2 separate regions of the Mus musculus genome follow, and region 2 is linked to region 1. The links are chromatin contacts, called in public Hi-C maps. All regions are on one chromosome and are shown on one strand. The core of a region is the stretch at or near the end of the contact, and the rest is flanking DNA. Distances in the headings are between cores, read along the strand shown. Region 1 overlaps Zfp462 (zinc finger protein 462). Region 2 overlaps Gm34231 (a long non-coding RNA gene).

Region 1 (2,688 bases), core at 127-2,626:
TGGCTATATGGGGTCTTTTCTAGTTACCTTGACGTTACAATGGAAAGCGAAGGGTAGATGTAACTCAGTGATAAAATTCTTGCCTGTGGTGTGAGAGGCCGTGGATTTTAAGAGTGCCAAAAACATTAATTAAATGGCATGGCATCCAAGACATGGACCTAATAAATAAGAGTTCTGACAAACTTAAAACCTATCTAAAGTAAGGTAAGAAGATAGATAATAAACCCACTGAAGGGTAAATCTCAGTCTTGTTGTTCCAGAGCAGATCTCTTAACACTACACACATCTTCAACCCCTTAGAGTGCTAACGTGTTCTTTTTTTAAAGAGACGCTAGTCATGAAATGCACTAGCCCTTGGGCTAGACTAAGGCCCCATGGCAGAATATCTAGCAGACCTGAGCAGGTCTTCCTGAGGCCATTTTCTTCTGTGGTTTTTTTTGTCCCTACCCTCCCACTGTGATAATCAAGGGATCTAGTTGGGTCCTTCAATCTCCAACTAACATAGAGAGCCAAGGCTTACAGCCAAAACGTGCTAACTTGTCAAAAGCTGCTTGCTGTGGTCAACCTGCAAGACTGCATAAAACAAAAGCCTCTCCTGTAGGTTGACTCAGGGCCATTTCTTATAAGGGAAATGCTTGTGATCTCAGAAGTATGCCTTATTTCTTTTCCTTCCTTCCTTCCTTCCTTCCTTCCTTCCTTCCTTCCTTCCTTCCTTCCTTCCTTCCTTCCTTCCTTCCTTCTTTCCTTCTTTTTTTTTTAACCTTTTAACAAATATGTTCTTCACAACAAATCCTTAACATCTCTTCACTGTTTTGGCTGTCCTCAGGGAGAGGGAGACAGGATGCTTCTGAGTGAGTCTACAAAAGCTTCTTTTTCTTCCTGGTACTCGGGCTCTGCTTGTCCCTCTTGATGAGATAAAAGATTCCTTCTTGGATATTTTGACTTTCTTCATGTCTAAGGCTACGCCTAGGCTATTTCTGAAGCCATCAGCATTCCAGAGCCCTCCATTTCCCAATGCTCTCCCCCAAAACAAATAAAACAAGCTTAGGCCATGAGAAAACACCGCGTCTGAAATATGTGAGGTAGCAAGCACATCTTCCTGCTTGTCCAGCTTGATCTCAGTCTATCCACTGGGCTTTCGGCTTCACACGAGATGGAATTAGGGCGAACAGCCTGGCTTCTACTTCCCTCTGAAAGTGTCATGTCTACATCCAGAGACCTAAACAAAAGAAGAAAAACTCCTCCTTGGGTAGACAAGTTGTGTATGAGGGACTGACTTGAGTACCTTGGGAATTGCAAGCTGAAACTGTCCCTTCCCTGTCACACATCCTTGCAAGAACGGTTCCCTTTGTCCTATCTCCTTCTCTTTGGAAACAACCTAGAATCAATCTTCCACCACCTCAGTAGATTGTTGCCAAGAAGACAGGGCCAACAATAGCCTGGGGTGTTTTTGCCAGACATCCTGGCTTCTGGCAGAGTGCACGAGGGGCTATTAGCTCAGCTCTCAGGCTGAGGGAGAGTGATTTGAGATGTGACAGGTAGACTGGCTTCTTCTGTGAGGATGAAGCTTAGCATGTGCCCTTGGAGACAATAGATGACCGGCTTCATGTTTCCTGAGGGCAGAGGATCAAGTACCAGCTCCATTCTCCTTGTGAATCATTTGGACGTTCATATAGACACCTTTGGTTGGGGAGTTCATGGCCTTCCTGTTCCCCAGTTCCTTCCCAGACATGAGAGCTGAGGACTGTACTCAGAATAGACACACAGCAAGATCAGCCTGGGAATTTCAGAGAGAAGCCACGCACGCACGAAGAAATTGAAAGGAACCCAAGCAGAACGCCGCCCACCCTGCCCCCTCTCATTATGCAACTAGGAGGAGTCAGGAAGGCATTCTGTTGATTTCTTGCCCAAGATAATCCCTGCTAAGGAATTAATGCGCAGACCAGATGGCGCTGTGTCATTTCCAGTGAAAAGAATCAAGGAAGATAGTCTGTGCAATTATTTTTAATGGCTTGTGTGGTGATCTTCTTAATTTGTGAGAGAATGCCTTGTCTTTTGTGAGAACTGGCCCTGTTCACGTAGCTTTCTTGTGAAGTGGATGAAGGCATCCCAGAGTCCTAGCTAATGTCTGGAAGATTTCATGAAATATGGGGCATTTCAATCAGAAGTTGTCTTCCTGTGACGTCTAATCTGCTGAGGGGCCCACGGTAATCAGAGATGAAAATGATCACGTTTCCCCAAGCTCCACCCTTTTTTCAGAACTGTGTAGTCTGCTACTTACTATCCGTGTGAAGACTTGGCCCTCAGTGGGCTAATGAAAGACATCTGGGCTTAGGACTAAGGACAGCACAAAGGCCACGTAAACCCTCATCTTTGAGCTTGCCAGGAGGTGTGGCTTATAAACAATTCGCTAGCCAATCCATGTGTATAAGGCCCCTCACATGTGGCAGCATCACAGGAGTGAAGAAAACAGCTAGACCAATATTTGCTGTGTACACCAGACCCATTCAGAAATGTCTGCGTATCCCAGTACTTGTGAATATCACCGGTTGAGAAATAAATACTGGGCGGTTGGCCAGGATCTGTCAGTGGCTGGGGACATGCTTGCTTTTCTTATCATTAGTTATTATTACATGTGTTTATTTATCGTATGTGTGAGAGAGTTGTACACGTGGAGGTCCAAGCACA
Region 2 (2,688 bases), core at 89-2,588, 140 kb after region 1:
CAGCATCTTTGTATTCCAGAACGAAGCAAATGAGATTTAGATCTAACAACCTATCTAAAGTCAACAGCAAGTCACAAATATTTTCCTCCCCAACCAAAAGTCCTGGGGTAATGTTTACACTACCATAGCAGCAGGAATCTATCAATCTAGTGGAGAGCCCTGAGCACACGCAGCTTCAGTCTTGGTTTCTGGCACTCATGATCCTTTTCCAGCCACTTCAGTGGAGATGTGCTCTTCTGGGGCCTTCCGTTCCCTCACAATATGGCTTTACTTTCGCATCAGCAAGCCGGAGCCCTCTGCTACCACAGAAAGGTCAGAGGGGTCCCATTCCCTCTTCAAGGCTCCCTGTGTTAATTTCTCTGTGTGTCTATAACCACACTTCTGTGTATTCCTCACTGTTTGTGTAGCATCCTTATGTTAAGTGCCTTCAAGGATCCCAGAAACGGCTCATCTCTCCACACTGCAGCGGAGAGAGCTGGAGGTCAGAGCCTCTCTTCTACAACTGAGGAAAGTTGACTTGGCCAAGGCCACCTGAGGAATTGGAGGTAGTGACAGCTGGCTCTCTTTTCACTCTAGCCCCTGCTCTCCCAACCTCTGGTGAAGGGTGGAGCAGCAGCTGCAGCAGCTGCAGCAGCTGCAGTCTCCCTCCGAAAGGAGGAGAAAAATGTCAAGGGCTATCCAGACTCTACTGGTGAGGCACGAGCTTATTGCCAGCTAGGGTTAAGGACAGAAAAAAATTTCCCTGCTTCAGGATACTCCCTATCAATTACGAACTTCACAGGAACTCTGAAGCATCAATATGGTTCACAATCAAGACTCTAAGCGCATCCTGGGTGAGGGCATGGTTTGCATTCTCTGGCTATGAGACAACACTGAAGTCAATCTGGAAAAAAATAAATAAATAACACAGAGAGGTTTGTGCTGCCAGATTATTCGAGCTGACATTATTACTATCACGCCCAGTGATTAAGAAGAAAATAAAGGCTGAGTCCCACTTGTCTAATTTGATTATCAGAGAAGCCCTGTGTTGATTACTAACGTCTGCTTGCAATTGGGGGCAGAAAAAAGAGAGCCAACCAGCTGAAAGCCAGGCAATCACACACAGGGGCCTGAGGTCTGCCTAAATGAAATTTAATAATAAGTGGGATGTGCTCCCAGATAAAGAGGTAAATAACAGACAGCAAGAAGGGAGGTTCGGCTTGTATAGGCAGGAAGGGGATTCCAGCCAAGCTGGCGTGTTTGGAGAAATGGCCTCTGTTGAGAGAGGAAGACAGGCTCAGGGCAAGAGGACAGGAGGGAGGCAGAGGACAGAGAAAGCTGACGACGGATTAGAGATGAGGCCCTTGCGAGTGTGGACTCAGGAGAGGATTATAAGTGCATTCAGGGTCATGAACAAGAAGTGTTGGTGTGTAAAAGGGAAGAGTGACTGAATCGCAAAGATCCCAGAGCCAAGAGAAGAAAGATTGCAAGATGGAAGGCCACCAGCTGTTGCTGTGGCAAAGGAAAGAAAGGAGTCATCTCCGAAGCTGCTCTGCTCTACTACTAAGGAACAAAACAAAACAAAAAACCCCAAAGAGCCAGGTAGCCCCTGTGGGTACCAGCAGATCTCACTTGAAGACACCAGGCCATACCATAGCCTAAGGATACTTACAATAAGTGCAACCTGCAATCAGATGTCCCAGAGGAACACCTTCTGGGTGGTGCTGATACAGGAGGGAGTAAAGGATGCTAGGCTAATGTTGGATCTGAAATCTTGTCTGTCAAATGAGTACAGTTACATAGTTCATATTTGGAAGTAAGAGGACGAGGAAGACAATTTAAAATGAGGGACTGAGGTCACCCTCTGGGCATGGTTAAAACTGCCAGATAAAGCAAAGTCCCCCTAAACCACAGCTCTCAACCTGTGGGTCGCAACCCCTTTGGGGGTCAAATGATTCTTTCATAGGGGTCACCTAAGACCATCTTAAAAGACAAAAATTTACATTGTAATTCATAACAGTAGCAAAATTACAGTTATGAAGTAGCAACAAAAGTAAATTTTTGGTTAGGGGATCACCATAACATGAAGAACTGTAAGGGTCACAGGTTGAGAAAGGATGAGACCCACTACCACTGCTCTAAACAGTCAAGAAAGCACCAGGTATGGTGGCTCATATCTTTAATCCTAGTATTCAGGAAGCTTAAGCAAGAGGACAGAGTTCACAACCAACGTAAGCTACATAGTGAGACCCTATCTCAAAAACAAACAAAACAACAAAGCACGGAGCATAGTGGTACACTTAATGCCAGCACTTGGGAGGCAGAAGCAGGCAGGTCACTCGCCTGGTTTACATAGTGATCCAGAGCTAGATAGTAAGACGCTGTCAAAATAGACAGACAGACAGACAGACCTAATGATACCGAACAGAATTTTGGACTGAATAGGAGATAAATCCATAGCAAAGAGAAGGAGTAGAGGCTGTACCCCTCTAGGAAACAGTTCCCAGGCCTAAAGAGTTCTGGCCCCATGATTAAGAGCATCCCTTTGGAGGCCATCTTAGAGCAAGGCAATTGCATATTCTAACAATCTAACTCCACATCTTGGCTCTGGTCTCAACAATCTTAACTTAAGCTTGTTTTATTCCATGGAGAAAATATTCCCTTAATTTAGAATCTCCCCAGTGCTTGCCCCTATAGCCTTCCTTAGAG

The links. Hi-C and Micro-C count contacts between places; a contact is called where the count stands out from the background.
Region 2: a contact with region 1 is called in a Hi-C map of the N1E-115 cell line, with 3 times the contacts expected there. The contact joins two enhancer-like sites. A contact is called at or near these places in 1 of 39 promoter capture datasets (the C10 cell line), 10 of 484 Hi-C or Micro-C datasets (the MC3T3-E1 cell line, the N1E-115 cell line, cerebral cortex and 6 more) and 1 of 115 datasets of contacts at active chromatin or transcription factors (embryonic stem cells).

The regions. Positions count from the first base shown.
Region 1 is chr4:55,075,840-55,078,527 of GRCm38.p6, forward strand. The region is part of intron 11 of Zfp462 (zinc finger protein 462); the gene reads left to right. Among named protein-coding and RNA genes, the nearest start is that of Gm42289, 8.0 kb to the left of the region's middle. Within about 2 kb of position 1,377, at least 54 of the 459 cell types and tissues checked have an H3K27ac peak or open chromatin away from gene starts, as enhancers often do. A contact at or near this core is called in the N1E-115 cell line, where this site is marked.
Region 2 is chr4:55,215,028-55,217,715 of GRCm38.p6, forward strand. The region is part of intron 1 of Gm34231 (a long non-coding RNA gene); the gene reads left to right. Among named protein-coding and RNA genes, the nearest start is that of Gm34231, 8.5 kb to the left of the region's middle. Within about 2 kb of position 1,339, at least 11 of the 459 cell types and tissues checked have an H3K27ac peak or open chromatin away from gene starts, as enhancers often do. A contact at or near this core is called in the N1E-115 cell line, where this site is marked.